Linked DNA regions of Mus musculus: regions 1, 2, 4, 5 and 6 are each linked to region 3. Evidence: chromatin contacts called from public promoter capture Hi-C data. All regions are on one chromosome and are shown on one strand. Each heading gives the region's core, a stretch centred on a gene start, on an enhancer-like site or on the middle of the called end of the contact. The rest is flanking DNA. Distances are from core to core; before and after follow the strand shown.

Region 1 (2,700 bases), core at 134-2,633, 3.4 Mb after region 3:
GTCTCTTTGGGACTGGACCTTTATAGCATTCCAAAGTCAGCAAACAGCTGGTAGAGTCCCGGATTCAGCAGCCTCGGGTCTGCTGAAGTTTCTCTGTACTGGAAAACTTCCAGTTCAAGTAGGAAAATTATGATTAATATTTTTGTATTTCTGGTAAAGAGAAAAGGAGCCAGAGAGAGGACAGAATAAAAATAGATCTCAGATTCTAAATAAAAGAACCAGAAAAGTCTAAAAGATTATTCAAAAGTGAGATGAACAGTTTATGAGAAATTATAAAAAATGAATTCGCCAAATCCTGGAAAAAAAATCTACCTTTCTTAAAGAATTTTGTAGATTTTGAGGTAAATGTCAAAGCTATAAGATGTTTCTTTGAGCAATTTGAAAGTCTCTTAAGATGTCCTAAGAACAAGAGAAATGGAGCAGAAAACGATACAGTTGGGACTTGATCAGATCTATAGCTGTGCTAAATAATGGATGATTATCCACATGGAAGTTTCAGATGTACAAGGCCATACTCTTGGCCCTTGGTCTCTTCACCCTCTTCTTTAGTTATGGGGTAAACAAACCCCCCATAAAGACAGCATAGCAGTTCTTATTATAAGTCTGTCCCTGGATGAGGACTACAGGAAGGCTGGAATAATCCTATGGCAGAACGGAGTAATCTGTATCTTGAGCTATTCACAGTATTCAGATTTAGGTGGAAGGATGGCCTGACAGCCCGTGAATGTGACCGGTTGGTAGTTGCCCCAATGCTATGCATTTTCCCATTTAGGGACATTCCAAACTATAAAAGCACCATAGAATTAGTATCTAGAACGAAAGAAGGAATACTTATAATTAAAAGGAGTAACCACCAAAAGTACAGAAGTCCAAGTAAGGGGTGGAGAAAACACAGCTCTCACCTCAGGACCAAACCTCACTCGGGCCATTTACAAATGAAGTCACTGCAAACCTAGGGAGGCTGGGCATAAACCGATATAAGCAAGTGGGAAGGCAAGAAGGTGTAGTATGGACAGACGGACAAACTCCAGAGTGCACAAAATGCACTTTGCGTTTCCGCCGAGGACTTCATGCGGTTGGTGCACATCACATTCGCACTAAATACTAATGCAGACGTAAAGGGAAGCCGTCGGTCCAAGTGAAAGCTTTCACCACTTTCCGTTACAGGTCGAGGCGTTTTGTAAGCTTGGGTCGGCCCCTCATGGCGTGGTCTCTTCTGAGCTCACCCGCCGCAGCTTCGGGCTGAGACACACAGGAGGGCGGAGCGGGGTGGGGCTGAAAAGGAAAGGGACACCCAAGGCCGGGCAAGAGTAGGAGGCGGAGCTCAGACTAACCCCAAGGCCCTCCAGACGTTGCGTGGCAACGGACCACGCCTGCCAAGTGACTCAAAGGTGCGCGCTTCCGTTGTTCCCAGGAAGTTGTGGGCTCCTGGTCCTGCCCCATAACTGAGGCGGAAGCATAGCTTGTGGAGCTGGGCCGCGTTGCCGCTGTGCATCAGCCCATGGCTGCCTACTCCTACCGCCCAGGCCCGGGTGGTGGCCCCGGCCCTGCTGCTGGAGCTGCACTGCCAGACCAGAGCTTCCTGTGGAACGTCTTCCAGCGGTAAGGCCAGCGCCGCTCAGCTCCTTCGGCCCTTGGGTCGGTCCTCAGTTTTCAGGGCCTATTCTCCAGTCCTCCCTCTCCCCAGCCCTTCATCCCCCGACCTCCTTCCCAGTCCTTCCTACTCCCCTCCATCCCCGACTTTCTCTCTTCTACAATAGCACAGGGTTCAGGGTCATGTTGGCAGTGACTTTGCCCAGGGCCGAAGGGCGCGGAACAGTCGCCCTACAGGGTCAGGTGCTTGCGTTAGAAACAGGACAAATCTTGAATCAGGAAAACGGCATCAGTGAAAAGAGCTGGCTGCTATTGCATGTCTTCTGTCCCTGGCCGTCCTTCTGAATGACTGATTGTCTTTCCACTGACTCGTGCCAAAGAATGACTTATTCGTCCTAGAGAATCTTTCTTTACCTATTATGATGAACTGGTGCAGGTATAAATTAAGCAGACTTGAAGAGCTAACAGAAAGCTTGAAAGGAATAGAGAAAAGATGACTCAACCCCTCCTACTGCTTCTGGTTGTTCATTAGTCTCTGGCACACCTGGGGGCGTGTGACATTCCAGCTGAGCAAAGAGGAAGGTCTGGCCAGAGTAACATTCCAGACCTAGTGTAGATTGATGAAAATGATGTCTTGGCTATGTTTTATTTTTAATACTTCCTTTACATTTAATCACCAGCTTACCTGTTTTCTGTTTGTTTGTTTGTTTGTTTGTTTTTGTAGGGTTGATAAAGACAGGAGTGGAGTGATTTCAGACAATGAGCTTCAGCAAGCATTATCCAATGGTGAGTTGAAGCCTGATTCATTCACAGTAAGCAGTTTCCTTCCTGGAATTATTTCCAAAGAAGTCCTTAAGACTAAATTGCCATTACCGGTATAAGGTAAAGGTGTTTGCTAAGCTTCTGTGTTTGTATTTTCTTAATTATCATTGCTGCCTTACCGAGCTCCAGAACAAATGTATGTGAGCCTCTGAAATGGGAGCTATAGTGTAGACCTTGCCCAAGAGTGAAAAAGGTTAGCTCTGTGCAACAGAGGTCCCTCACTTATCTAGAAGGCCTTTGACCTGCTATCAGTCTTAGCAACTGTTCTGAAGAGGATCATCGGGG
Region 2 (2,763 bases), core at 115-2,614, 3.8 Mb after region 3:
TCTGGCATCCATGTGTCTGTTTTACCAGTCTTCAAGAGAATTTACTCATTTTTAGCTTGTGAAATGTCCCCAACAACTAGATAACCACGCTATAGACAAGGTAGGAAACTCATGTTTGGGGACAGGGTCTTGCCTGGCTGTGTTCGGCAGGCTCTCACTGGTCGGTCTGGGGGTGGCTCCACCTCCACCTTCTTTCCAGGGTCGAAAGCATCAGCCTCCCCCTCTGAGTCGCAGTGTTCCTTCTCCCGTTTCCGTTTCTTCTCTTCCTGTAAGTATGGAAGAATAGAGGGCACAGAACAGCCAGAACCCTTTTAGACTGGTAATGCAGGCTCCGCACACGTCTGCGCATTCCCCAGACTGGGAAGAAGAGCCACTCCTGACACCTGACAGGCATCACCTGAAGATGCCCTGGAAGCCCAGAACTGCAGCAACGGTATAGCCAGGCGTGATTAGGGACCCATCTTAGGCCATTGAACCTTTACCTTCCGCTTCCTCCTCTCCTCCTCATCGAGGTGCTTCTCCTTCTCTGACTTTTTCTTCTTCTTTTTCTTCTTTTCTCTGTGTCTCTCCCGTTCGTGGTCTGAGCGATCGTCGTAGTAGCTGGAGTCGTGGCCAGATCCTGAGAGCTCTGTCACTTCACTTCCTCCCACCTTGAGCACCAGCTTCAGAGGCTTCTCCAGTGGCGTGTCTGTATAATCTGCACACAGACCGTACGTAGGTCAAGCTTGCAAAATACTGAGTAGAAATACTGCACCCCTGTGGGTGTGAATCTAGACAGCAAGGAGTTGTCAAAACCACAGACTATGTAATCTCAAACTGACAGATTGGTGTTCAATCCTCTCTTTCAAACCACAAAATCACCACTGAGGATATTCCGAGGGTACAACAACCCGACCTGAGACCCAGGACCCCAATTCCTTCACGGAAGCCCTCTTTTTGCTGCGGGTCTTCCTGGTGTCAGAGAGGAGGTACATAGTGGCTACAGGACCCAAAAAAGAAGCCTATAGCCTCTTCGCAGCAGATTCCCTTTTTCAGCTCTAACCCCGCCCCTCCTACGATTGTCCACTACCTGGCTCTAAGCTCCTCCTTCTCACGGGACCCCGCCCAGCACAGACCACGCCCTTCCCCTGGAACGCCTTCCCCTGCCCGTATCGGCAACCTAGACCCCGCCCGTGGGATCCGCACCTTCGTAGGACGAGCGCCATTCCGCCTTGTGCTTCTTGTGCTTTTTGCCCATGGCTGAGATAGCACGGGATCCGGTGAGAAGCGGCTGCCGGTAGCTCGACCTGCGCCAGTCGGAAGTAGCGCCTTCGCCACCGCCAAGTGCTTCCGGGTCAGGGTGGGGCGGTGCGCAGCGCGCGGCAGATTCGAAGCTCGGTGGGGCGGGGCGGGTTGCAAAGCGCCGAGCGGCTCGGGCGGCGGAAGTGGATTTGGCCGGCCCTTAGCCAAGGTGGATCCTCCTACATCGGAGAAGGCTGTCGCACAGGGCGCAGGGAGGCGACCGCGGCCTCACTCCGGCGGCATTCCCTCGGCTCCCGGCGGCGGCGCCATGGACGAGGCGGTGGGCGACCTGAAGCAAGCGCTTCCCTGTGTTGCCGAATCGCCCGCGGTCCATGTGGAGGTTCTGCAGCGCAGCGGAAGGTGAGCGTATATACGGAGTCCGACCACGCGGGGCGCGACCTGATCCGACCCCACCACGCGTGACTCCGAGTGGCACGACCTTACCCCAACTCTTAGGATTCCACCCCACAGCGTCCCACCCCTCAGTACGGCCCCACTTCGCACGACCTGAACAGCCTGACATGAACCCACCTAGTATGACCCAGCACACCTCCACCCCACTTCAGTTGACCCTAACAGCATGATCCGACTTTGCCCTCCATCCCACCACACATTACTCTTGAGTTTCACCTCTCACATTGCCGCATATCCCATCCAGACCCTACCACCATCCCAGACTATCTGGCAGGACCCCACAGCTCTCAACTGACTGGCCTATGGAGCACAGCCTAACGATGAGCTCCATGTAATAGGACCTGCTAAGCGACAGAAGTGATCTCCAGTCAATTAGGGGTGCAAGGAAGTGCAGTGTCAGTAGAGCAAGTATTTAATTTGCAAAGCCAGAATCCAGTGGCAAATTTCCTGTTACAAAGATTATGTACGTACTCCAGGTTAGACCCTACAGCTATGCATTTTCAGGTTTTCCTTAAAAGGGCTGCTAACATGGATTGAATGCTCATAATGTTTCAGGCTTGTCTCAAACACTGAATTTTTATTAATTTTCATAGTAGTGTGTGAAGAACTAGTGGCACCTCCTTTTTCTAATTAGCCTGAGGGTGGCTGATGGTATGACTGCAGGCCTGGGACCCTACAGTTGATCCTAAGACAGTACACTGCCAAGCCCCATCTTGACTAATGACTTTCTTGTATATGTCTGAGGTCTGAGGGAGGGAAGGTGTGTGTCTGTGTGTGTGTGTGTGTGTGTGTGTGTGTGTGTGTGTGTGTGTCTGAGTGTCTGTGTTTGAAACAAGTTCTTCTGTCTCAGCTTGCATGCTGAAATTACAGCCAGACCTAGCTATACTTTAGTGGGGTTTTTTTTGTTTTTTTGTTTGTTTTTGTCGTTTTTGTTTGTTTGTTTTTTGGTTTTTTTTTTTTTTTCTTGGTTTTTCGGAACAGGGTTTTTCTGTGTAGCCCTGGCTGACCTGGAACTCACTTTGTAGACCAGGCTGGCCTCGAACTCAGAAATCCGCCTGCCTCTGCCTC
Region 3 (2,700 bases), core at 116-2,615:
CGCTACCTTTCTCACTCCTGTTTATGCATCTGCATGAGGATTGATCTCCACCCACCACCAGTCCAGAACTTTCTGTATTGTTCACTACTATCTTCGCCGAACACAGCACATTATCAGACATACTGTTAGCGGCTAGTCAATACAAATAGATGAATGACTAGATCAATGCTCGAAGCTTTATAAATTCTATTTCCCTCCTGGCCTGGATTCTGTTCTCTATGTACAAGTGCAGCTGTAGTCTCGGCCAAAAAGCCATTCCAGGCAGCCCTTCGGTTCTCATCTCTTTGACAGGTTAAGGGACCAGACTCCGAGTTTAAAAGTAGGAAAGCTTACAAAATGCACCATACCAGTGCATACCAGTGCAATGACATTGAAACCCGAATTTAGCCTGCTCTGACTTAGTCTGAGAATGAAAAGGGGTATCTGTCCCTCACAAGAAAGGAAAAAGAATAAGGAGAAACAGAATACTTTGACAGTGCTTTAAGACAAGACCAACCATGAGCTTTAAGAGCACCACCACAATGGAGCTATTTCAAAACAAGGCAGTAACTGGTCCAGGCCACAGAACTTTTTCAATGCAGCTTTTTTGAGAATTTGGGGAGAATGGACAGTACGAATTGTCTCTTAAATATAGCCCAAACACTCTTAGGCAGAAGTTACTTGACTCCAAAGACAGACACTTTGGGAAAATGAGAAGCACGTGATGTGGTCTACTTCAGAAATAAGAAACTTACAGACAAATGTACACATCCTACTAACTACACATGATACAAGTTTTTGAGGGCATTTTATAAGCACACTTCAATGTTTGCTATTAATGCATGCCACAGCTTTGGTGGTTGACAATCTTTGCATGAAAACAAACAACTAAAAACAACTTCAACCAGACAACTGCAATACTGTAAGTGGAGGGTCTCTTCCTCTATCTAAGGTATCTGGTGAAAACCAGAGCTTCAGGGACTCAGACTCAGGCTAGCCACCCCAGGTCACACGTGTTCCTCCTGCCTGGAGAGTGGACAAGGCAGGTGAGGCAGCCCTTTTGCAAGATCTTGCACATAGGTAAGAGAAGTGACCCAGAGAGGACGCGTGGCTTCTGACAGTCAGGATCCCGGCGCCAGCATCCCGCCCGAGTCCCATCCAGGCCAGCCCCTCGGGGTCTCGCCCCTGCGGCGGCTGGCAGAGGTGGCCAGCGCAGTCCTACCTGAGCTCTGTCCCCAGCTGCAATGCTGAGAGGGTAGGTGCGAGGAGGCGTGGCCTTCCAGATCTCTGGGCGAACTCCCTTGCGCCCTGGCTCGGACTTTCTCTCTCAAGATCCGCGCCCCGACCAAGTTCGATTGCACTTCCGGGTCTGCAGGGAATTTAAACGTCATTACGCATGCGACGGCCGCGGCGCCAAGAACCCGGAAATGGGCGGAGCGAACCTCTACATCTGTTCCTGAGGCTCAGAGGGCAGTGTGTGTGTGGTGTGCGTTGTTGTGGCATGTCCCTGTCGTACGCTGCTATTCTAAACTATCCTAAAGCCTCGTTCTGAAAGAGGAATTTCAATATTCTCTGTGATGCTGGCCTTAAGCGAATTCCCCATGTCCGTCCATGGTTCATGTAAATTCACCCCACCCTTGATATTCAAGTTGAGACCTATGTTTGAAAAATTGTATTTATCACAAAATTAAGACAGGAAGTTAACCCTAATATCCTATTGAGAGCTAACTCAAATGAGAAGTATGTTGGTGTTCTGTTTATCCAAAAAAGGTCTAAAAATCCTTCTCTTTAGGGTAGAATAGTGGTGAGCAATAGACACAAATGATTTTAATATTTTATATGGTATTCTGATGTTTTCTCTGTTTTTTAATCCCAAAACCATTATTTTGCCAATTAAGGTCAAAGCATTTACTAAAGACACGAAGCTATGACTGACACCTCGGTAACTGTGAGGAAAGGCTGGTAGCTAGCAAACCTATATTTGTTATATTACCAGACAGGGAGTTCCAGAATTCTTGAAAGTATATTGTACCTCACTCCCATAATTTGTATCTCTTAAACTCAACTCCTGCTTCCTTCAGAACAAAGAGTGATGCAATTTATTGGCAGTGTGCTCTTACCCACTAAAATGTCAACTGGATGAAAACAGTGATTTTATCTTGCCTTTTAAGTATCCTCAACCAGGACAAGATGCCTGTCACAAAATATACAATAAACATCATTTGAATAAATTAATATCTATTCATTGCACTATTTGGAGAAACTTAATGGGAAGTCATGAGGGCAGTAAGGACATGTATGGATGGAGAAAAATGTAACAGGGTGTTCCTGAGGAAAAACATAACTTACTGAAATAAGCCAAGAATGCCTGGGTGGAGCCCATAACATTACAAAGTTTAGGGTTTCATTTCAGGCTGCAGCTCAAGTGGCTTGTAGGGTAGAACTTACAACTGAAGAAAAGCTTTGATTACAGTAAGCAACTTGAATTTTGTGTTTCAAACAGGGTTTTTTAAATCATGAAAAGCAACATAACATTTTCATTTTGATAGAATGACCAAAATAAACAAGCTCATTAAAAATAAACCTGAGGGGGCTCAAGGGAGAGTTCACATGTTAAGAGCACTTACTGTTCTTCCAGAGAACCTGGGCTGGGCTCAACAAATGCCTACAACTTCAGTTCCAGAGAATCCAATGCCCTCTGGCCTTTGGTGAGTTATATAC
Region 4 (2,700 bases), core at 148-2,647, 4.4 Mb after region 3:
CAGGGCCTTTAGAAGAGCAGTCAGTGTGCTCTTAACTGCTAAGCCATCTCTCCAGCCCTCAGGCCCGATTTTTAATAGTGACAACCGCAAGATTTGAAAAATTGCTGGTGTCCTAGCACTCCCTGCAGAAGCCAGCATGCTCTGTTACCTTCTTTGAACTGAAAATGTACTAACCTCCTTCTGAAAGCATTAGTTTGGTGGTAATAAAGAACACTACTACTCCAGAGTGTAAGAACAGTCATGACAAATATTTTTAATTGGTATCCAAAAGACATTTCTATGTAAACAAGGTTTTCCTTGAGTAAAGACTGGGATAGTTGCTACACAAGAACATCGTTTGTTCTTAAATTGGGATTGTTGCACACCCCACAAGAGCTTTTTGGCTCAGGCAGCCTCTTAAAGCACTTACAATCTGCTGCATATGGTAACAAATGGCAGAGGCAGGAGTTTCTCTCCAAGTTTCAGGTCAACCAGGGTTACCGAGCCAGACTTTGTCTCAAGAGATAAAGCTGGCTCTGTATTCCTGCTTCATACACAGCTACTGTAACAATCCTTCTCCATCGGCAGCTCTGGTCTGATTAGATGTGAAGGAATTGGGCTATGATGTGGGGAAAGGGGGGTTCAACAAAGCCCTAAGGCCCATGGATCTTACAGAATGCTTAATGTTTATTTTTCTCTGATAAGGTGAAATGAATTTTCCATGGACACTGCTTGAAGACAAGGGCTACATTTGTCGCTGTTTATGCTTGGGGTTGGTCTTACAGAGGATAAACCAGCGCCCACGCCTCTTCACCTTGTAGCAGTCTTTACAGCGCTTCTTGATGACACCTTTGGTTTTGAAGCCCAGCGAGGGCAGCAGGGTCGGCAAGGGACGGCCACAGAGAACTGAGCGCACCTCTGCGCAGGGTTTGGCGCGTGGCAATGTCCCCAGCAGGAACGAGGAGAAGACTCGGGGCTTCACCGCGAGGCGACTCAGGTGCAGGAACGGGTCCACCACCGAAGCCACCACGCTCCGTACAAGCAGTGCGGCCATGCCGAGCCCAGACCTGGGGGAAGAGAAGCGTGGTCATCCTGTGCTGCACGTCTGCCAGTCCCTAGGCCCTCCCCTATCAAGGTTACTTGGCATCAGAGGTCAGAGCACACATGCCAGGGTTGCACTCTGGGCTCCGCGTCTCCATGTGCCCAGGCCTGCGCACTCCGGAGAAGCCGCAGATTCCGGAGGCTCACTCACGCCGGCCAGGGACCCCGCCCGCACTCCCGGCCAGCAGCTCTGGCACCACCTCTGCCTGCCCCCATGAAACCTGGGACCCACACCTGGGAAGGGGTGCCACCGGCGGAGAAGTCCTTAATCAACTTCGGGCGCCGGTTAGCGAAGCTTCCGCGTCTGCGCAGTGGAGTGGGACGCCACCGCCAGGAAGAAAGATGGCGTAAGGTCACGTGGGATGACGTGTGCTGTGCAGAGGACGACTAAGGAGCAGATAAAGCCTTCCTTGTCTCAGTATTCTTTATCCAGAATCCTGCACTCTAAGCTCTGCCTCTGCAGATGCTGGGACCAAGACCGGTGCCCATGGGAGAAGAAAAAAAAAAAAGACAGAAAAAGCAGGCTTTGACTGTAAAAGAAACTGCAAACAGTGAATATATTGGAAACAAAACAAAACCCAACATTCAGACAAAATGTACAGGTCATATGTTTACATTAAGAGACGTTCTGGCAGACATGGGAAAGGCCAGAGGAGCAAGTGCAGACACTGCTCTAGTTAAGTCCCTACCCGCGAACTAGGAAAAGCAACAAGGAACGTGGAAAGACCAACATACACCATTACTGATTTCTACAGTTAATTTCCATATATATACATGTATATATGTATATATGTGTGCGTACAGGTAATTCCTATATATAGGGCTTCTACAGTTAATTCATATACATTGGATTTCAGGTGGTTCGTAAATCTACCCATCTTATTTTTATGTATAGCAAAGTAGGTTGTCATTAAGGCTAATGTAGTTCTCTCTAACTCCCAGTCTCACCCTTCACACTAAGCACCCATAGGAATACCTTGAGTTCCAGCCAATAGATGACTGTGAGCATTCACTTCTGTATTTGCCAGAACACAGGGCCCCTAATGAAGGAGCTAGAGAAAGTACCCAAGGAGCTAAAGGGGTTGACAACCCTATAGGAGGAACAACAATATGAACTAACCAGTAAACACCGCCCCCCCCCCCCAGCTGTGTCTCTGGTTGCATATGTAGCAGAGGATGACCTAGTCGGCCATCAATGGGAGGAGAGGCCCTTGGTCTTTCTTTGGGGATTATATGCCCTAGTTCAGGGCAATGCCAGGGCCAGGAAGTGGGAGTGGGTGGGTTGGGGAGGGGGGAGGGAGGAGGGTATAGGGGACTTTGGGGGATAGCATTTGAAATGTAAATGAAGAAAATATCTAATAAAAATGCCTAAAAAAAAAAAAAAAAAAGAAAGAAAGAAAGAAAAGGAAAAAAGGACTCCAGAGTTCTAGCAATTAAAAAAAATAATGTGGGTCAGAGAGATGGCCTGGGAGTCACAAGTGCTTTCCATGCAAGTCTGTAGACCTCAGTTCAGTCCCCAGAACTCACATGGAAAAAGAGACTGGCTTCCTCCAACTTCCACATGTGCTCTGTGGCACCTGTGTATGAACTCACATGTGTGTGAACTCATACACAGACAGG
Region 5 (2,700 bases), core at 44-2,543, 3.2 Mb before region 3:
CAACAGATTGCAAATCTCAGGACCCCTTCTCCCTTTGACAATGCTTCAATCTTCGTCTTATACCCCAAACCCAAATCCGATGTGTCATATACTTTTCAATTCCATCTGTCTGCCATGGGTTTCATTGAATCCACGTTCCAAAGTTAGACATGATGCTCCGAGAAGAAAATCACTGACCCCGAATGGCTTCTAAAACTGACTTAATAGTTTGCATAATGATAGACATTATTCTTTGAAATAAACGATGCTTGATGTACATTTTAAAGGGAATTGGGAAAAATAGGGGGAAAACACGTGGGGGTGTTGGTGCCATATGTCAAAATAAGGGATGGAAGCCCTTTATCAAAGAACAATAATCAAGTCCTCAAAGTCGTTTGCACGTTAATATCAAAATCAGATACATCTAGCAACCTTCTTAAATGTCACTACAGTTCTTTATTGGAGCTCATTTCTGTATCTAAGATTGTAAAATAAAGGAAATCCAATATCGGACTGCAGCTTTTGCAAATGAATTTGAAAATATTAGTAAAACGACGGAGTCACATTTAAACACGTTGTAAGGTGCGTATGGCAGATATGAAGCCGGTTACAGATGTAGTTAAGTGCAGTTTGCACTCACTTTGCAGACGCCTGCATGGATTAAGGCTTAACACGCTTGAACGTCAAGGAGAAACTACAGCTTCTAAGTTTGCTAACCTTTAACAAACTGCCGATTAGAACTGCACTAAATGAGATTAAAGTTCTCATGCAAAGAAGTCGAATGTAGTGACTAATTAAAAACTTACCTCTTTCGTGCCCAATTAAGATGTCTTTATGGTTGAAATATTCTACTTCTTCAGTGTAATTCTGTGTATAGGCAGTATTGGAGCCGGCGTTTCTTGATTCCGTCCACCGTACTTTCGCATGTCCTCTTGCGTGAATTTTAAGAGATTTTACTCTGATCTCCCCGGTAACTTCTAAATTTACCCTTCCTGAGACAGTGTCCCCGCTAGAATACACGGGGACATTACTGTCATTAAGACAGTCAAAGCTTATTGTCAAACTCTTTACCTTTCCCAGCACCATGATTATAACAAAATCTATAAAAATATAATGTAAGACCAAAAAAAAAGTCAAGATCGCATATAAGATGTGATCTTCACTTAACACTGATGGGTGTCTTTGCCGTGCAAGAAAAAAAAATCATGCAGGCAGGATCAGTGATTGTCTACAAATAGTTCATTGAGATTTCTTAAAAAGTCAGGGCAGCAGAGAAGCCGCTGCTCCACGCTCCTGCTCGTCTCAGTGGTCTCCTTACAAAGACGGGCGGCTGGAGGCTGCCAGCTCACTTTAAGAGCAGCTTTGTGAAAAACAACCCTAGTGCGCAGGCGCAGGCTGCGACTGCGGCCAGCCTTCCAGCGCGCTCCCTCCCGCGCGGCGCGCGCCCGGCTCTTGCCGCACGCTCCCGGTACAGTAGGTGTGGAGCGGGCGCCGCCGACTTCGGTGCATGGGCCGCTGCGATTGGCAGGCGGGCACCCCGCCACCCCCGCCACCCCCGCCACCCCCGCCACCCCCGCCACCCCCGCCACCCCCGCCGCGGCCGCAGCGCCGGCCCCGCACGCGCTCCCGGAGCTGAGCAGAGGGACCCGGCGGCGCCAGGCCAGGAGTGTGCGCCTGGGCCGCGGACCCGGAGGACGTGCGAGCCGTGGGGGAAGGGGAGAAACCAGTTGGGCAAGCGGTTGGTGGCCCGAGTCTGAGCTAATGAATTTCAAAAGAAACGTAATAAAAAGCAGACAAATATTGTTCATAGAAGAAAGCGTTGTTGACTTGGATAGAAATAACAAAAGCAAGCAGGACTTTGTAGGCTGGGTGGCAATGGACTAAGCCAAGGCCTGAGGAGCCAAAGAACAATGCTCCAGGCAGCTCCCGTCTTCAGCTCCTACAGCATCAAACCCAATCAAGTTGTCTGTGTAGTGTGTAGGCCTGACCACTTCCTCGAAGGGAGAAAAAGTCCTTTTTCAAGACATCACCTTTTGCTCCTTTTGCAGGGAATGACTCGATTACAACTCCTGTATCAGGAATAAGAATAGAGCTCACACCCCTAATTACCACCTCATAAGAGGCGGTTTGAACATAGTCATTTAGCTGACATTGTTTACAACAGACTGAAAAGCCTTAGGAAAGCATATAAGGTGGTTTTTGGTTTTTAAGTATGATTTGTTATATAAGTGAGGCTTAATTTTGTTAAGCCTTACTTTTAATTCAACATGCTAATTGCCGTGCTGCATCTTTAAATACAGGCACATTTCTCCTTTTTTAATGCCTTGAGTAAAATACTCAGTCATAAACATCACCAGGATTTAGGGGGTAATAGATCATTAACAATCAACATAACCTCATAACAGGGCTATGTTATAAAATCCTGTATTATGCCTAACCAAAAAATGTGGGGGGTTGGTTGTCCATAGTTAAACATTAGATTTTTTTTTTGAATGATAAATCTGGATAGGTCGAATCACAACAAACTAAACACATTCATCTTGCTGTTTTCTTTATTTAAAAAAGAAAAAAAATCTACATGTTTAGTTAGATTGAACTTGACACTTGAACTGAAAAAAAAAACCTAAAATATAACTATGTGAAGAATAATTACTGGAAAAGCCAAGAAGAGTTTAGCTTTTTATGCATAAAATTACACATCTGTGTATTTGGTCCGGGGTG
Region 6 (2,826 bases), core at 276-2,775, 4.1 Mb before region 3:
ATTCATGATAATCTATGGCTTGGTCTTTGTCGGTATCAAACAGCTCAAAAGCATCTTTAATTTCTTGCTTCTGTTCTTCAGAGAGCTCTCTTCGTTTTTTCCTTTTTGTTTTGTCTACTACAAGCTCACCTCTAGGACACAGAAAAATGTCTTTAGGCCACTTTAACCCATCTTAGGACAAAGATTCATTTTCTAAATTTTAACAAAGCAGAGTAGCCTGGCAAATAAAGGAACTGCCCCTAAATCAATGTCCTGTAGTCAAATGTACTTTTATAAGAGAAATCCTAAACAAAGTCAAAAGCACCGAAAACACCATACATATTATTCATGTCATCTACCAAAAATAAAGAACAAAACAATGTCATCTACCAAAAATAAAGAACAAAACAATCAACCAGAATAGACTTGATTTTGGACAGCTTATAAATTCTCACAATTACTACAAAAAAACAACCATAAAACTTAAAAGATTACTTTTGCACTGTAAGCTCAAAATGTTTTTAGATTATACATTTGTAACACTGCTTTGTGGTTTTATTCCACTGATATTAGCCAGGCAAAATATAAAAGGGTCTAAACATTCAAATACTAGACACCAAAAAAAAAAAAAAAAAAAAATCACAGCATCTAATAGTCGTGCTTAAGTCTACGTGATGTTTAAAAGTGTTTTAACTCTCACTTAACATGTAAACGATAGGTTAAACGTCTTAAAACTCTGGAGAAGCTTAAAGAAAAATCTAAAAAGGGCACTTGGATCTGAAAATGTCTGCCTTCAAAAGCTGCCAATGCAAAAAGCGGTCCAAATGTGTAAACGAGGATACAGCACGTGTATCCGCACGTTCTAAAAGATGGAAGCTTTAAACCTCAAACCCTTGAAACTCGGCTAACTAACTGCTCGCGCTATTTACGTCTGGACGCCGTCGGGCTCAGGGACGCCGGCCCAGTGGCCCACGTGACCCCGGCTGCCCCCACTCGCCACACCCCCACGCCAGCTCCCGCCTCCTTCGTCACCCTGCGGAGCCAAAGGGGCGGCGCGGCGCGGCCCGCCCGGGGCACCTTTAACTGTAGATGGGCAAGGTGAGGAGCCAATGAGGGGAGGGATGGACGGAAGTGAAAGGACGGTGTCACGGAAACGAGCTCCACCCGAGACGCCTAGAGCACAGCGTGCCTCGGGGCCCGGGGAGAAAGGCGAGCGCTCCTGCGACTTTCCAGGGGGAATCAGGCAACCAGGGCTGAGTCCCGCAGTCGCGTGAGGGAAACCTCGCGAGACTTCACTCGGGCTGCGGCGGTGCCCGGAGGCGGGAACCGCCGAGGTCTGGTGCTCGGCGCTGGGCACCCGCCCCCGACCCGGTCTCCCGTCCACACCCGCCCTGGCCCTCTGGGGGGACGGAGGCACGGCCTCCTCGTTACCGACCTCAGAGCTAAACTCATTCTCTCTTCCGACAGAGATGTTCCACTCGGGGACTTTACCACGGGAACCGCTCAACAGCCACCAACCTCCACGCCTCGGGGACCACCCACCAGACAAGTTTCTGGGCGCGATTGGCTGAAATTGCCAACAGCCGGCCTATTGGGGCGGAAGCGTCGCTGCTCTTCTTTTTTCATTGGTCAGCATTCATGTCAATCAAGTACACATTTTTTGGCCCTGGTTGTCAGTCTGGCTCCCTGGATTGGCCAGGTTCTTTCCCGACTCCCTTGCGCGCGTATTAGAGTCACCACGCGAGACTCAGGCAGGCAAGGCGAGGCCCCACGCGTGACATGCACGGCGTCGACCGAGGGAAGGGAAAAGGCCAGCCCAAGCAGCCTGCTCAGAACGAGGGAGCAGTTTATTGGGGAACCAGGTCTGCGAAAAGATGTACAATTTTAGGTGGCCGGTGCACCTGAGAAACTTAAATCTAAAGGCGACATTCTTTATTCTTAGTTCAGTGAGGACCAAGCTAAGCGTTCTCCCCCGTACATCTCCCAAGTGATTTTAAGGCAGGCTGGATTATGGATTAGGCTTCTCGTTTTGCTGTTTTGTTAGGTCATTTACAATGAGACTAGCCAAACCACCCTTTTCTTCTGTGCGATTGGAAATGTGTGCTTGCTTCTGCTTCTCATTTTCTAGTGCTATAAAGTGTTTATGTGCGTCTTATCTTCACTGCCCACCAAGCCTCTTAAAGTTTACTTAGATCATCAGACTGCGAGCGAGACTGACTGTCTTCAAGGCCAGGGTTCTGTTTACACGAGTATTTGTACCAAACAAAATATCTGGAACTTAGGTGCTCCATAAATATTTGATGCATAAAATGAGGTATTATTGTGGAAAACTTGGAAACTACTGAGCTAACCTGCAGTGCTTATCGGTATAAATACAATAAACTGGGGCTAGGAATTAGAAACGGCAAATACTGTATGTAAGCTTATATGTGAACGAAGGACGCTGTGTAATTGGCTATGCATGAGTTAAGCTAGAGTGTAGATAGGAATTTGGACAAGTAAAGGATTGGGATAAAGCTAAAAAGTAATAGCTAAATGATAGCACTCCCAAAACCAAAGTAGAAAAATGTTGAAGAACTCAACTGGGCATGGTGCTACACATGTTTAATCCCAGCACCCAAGAGACATGTAAGCAGATCTTTGAATTCTTTACATTGTGAATTGCAGGCCAGCCAGGACTAGTAGTAGACCCTGCCTAAAATATAAAAATTAAGTACTTTTACTAACAAGTTTAAAAGGAAATTAGGCCAAGCAGTGGTGGCTCACGCCTTTAATCTCAGCACTTGGGAGGCAGAGGCAGGTGAATTTCTGAGTTCGAGGCCAGCCTGGTCTACAGAGTGAGTTCCA

What was found. Promoter capture Hi-C pulls out the DNA fragments that hold promoters and counts their contacts.
Region 1: a promoter capture Hi-C map of pre-B cells shows a contact between it and region 3, with 3 times the contacts expected there. The contact joins the promoter of Pdcd6 here to the promoter of Fam172a in region 3. A contact is called at or near these places in 2 of 39 promoter capture datasets (the HPC-7 cell line and pre-B cells).
Region 2: a contact with region 3 is called in a promoter capture Hi-C map of pre-B cells, with 4 times the contacts expected there. The contact joins the promoter of Trip13 here to the promoter of Fam172a in region 3. A contact is called at or near these places in 2 of 39 promoter capture datasets (liver and pre-B cells).
Region 4: a contact with region 3 is called in a promoter capture Hi-C map of pre-B cells, with 3 times the contacts expected there. The contact joins the promoter of Mrpl36 here to the promoter of Fam172a in region 3. A contact is called at or near these places in 2 of 39 promoter capture datasets (liver and pre-B cells).
Region 5: a promoter capture Hi-C map of pre-B cells shows a contact between it and region 3, with 9 times the contacts expected there. The contact joins the promoter of Arrdc3 here to the promoter of Fam172a in region 3. A contact is called at or near these places in 3 of 39 promoter capture datasets (cranial neural crest, frontonasal cranial neural crest and pre-B cells) and 1 of 484 Hi-C or Micro-C datasets (pre-B cells).
Region 6: a promoter capture Hi-C map of pre-B cells shows a contact between it and region 3, with 4 times the contacts expected there. The contact joins the promoter of Cetn3 here to the promoter of Fam172a in region 3. A contact is called at or near these places in 2 of 39 promoter capture datasets (liver and pre-B cells).

What each region holds. Positions count from the first base shown.
Region 1 is chr13:74,316,009-74,318,708 of GRCm38.p6, reverse strand. Pdcd6 (programmed cell death 6) reads left to right here and starts at 1,383. Exons shown (of 6, transcript NM_011051.3): 1 at 1,383-1,602; 2 at 2,318-2,379. The coding sequence starts at 1,502.
Region 2 is chr13:73,936,368-73,939,130 of GRCm38.p6, reverse strand. It overlaps Trip13 (thyroid hormone receptor interactor 13), which reads left to right and starts at 1,364. Exons shown (of 13, transcript NM_027182.2): 1 at 1,364-1,641. The coding sequence starts at 1,550. It overlaps Brd9 (bromodomain containing 9), which reads right to left and starts at 1,303. Exons shown (of 16, transcript NM_001378947.1): 1 at 1,186-1,303; 2 at 483-697; 3 at 134-266. The coding sequence starts at 1,237.
Region 3 is chr13:77,707,355-77,710,054 of GRCm38.p6, reverse strand. Fam172a (family with sequence similarity 172, member A) reads right to left here and starts at 1,365. Exons shown (of 10, transcript NM_001163419.1): 1 at 1,202-1,365.
Region 4 is chr13:73,329,706-73,332,405 of GRCm38.p6, reverse strand. Mrpl36 (mitochondrial ribosomal protein L36) reads right to left here and starts at 1,397. Exons shown (of 2, transcript NM_053163.1): 1 at 1,315-1,397; 2 at 228-1,046. The coding sequence starts at 1,033. The coding sequence ends at 725.
Region 5 is chr13:80,882,015-80,884,714 of GRCm38.p6, reverse strand. It overlaps Arrdc3 (arrestin domain containing 3), which reads right to left and starts at 1,293. Exons shown (of 8, transcript NM_001042591.1): 1 at 786-1,293. The coding sequence starts at 1,065.
Region 6 is chr13:81,781,946-81,784,771 of GRCm38.p6, reverse strand. It overlaps Cetn3 (centrin 3), which reads right to left and starts at 1,525. Exons shown (of 5, transcript NM_007684.4): 1 at 1,415-1,525; 2 at 1-131. The coding sequence starts at 1,431.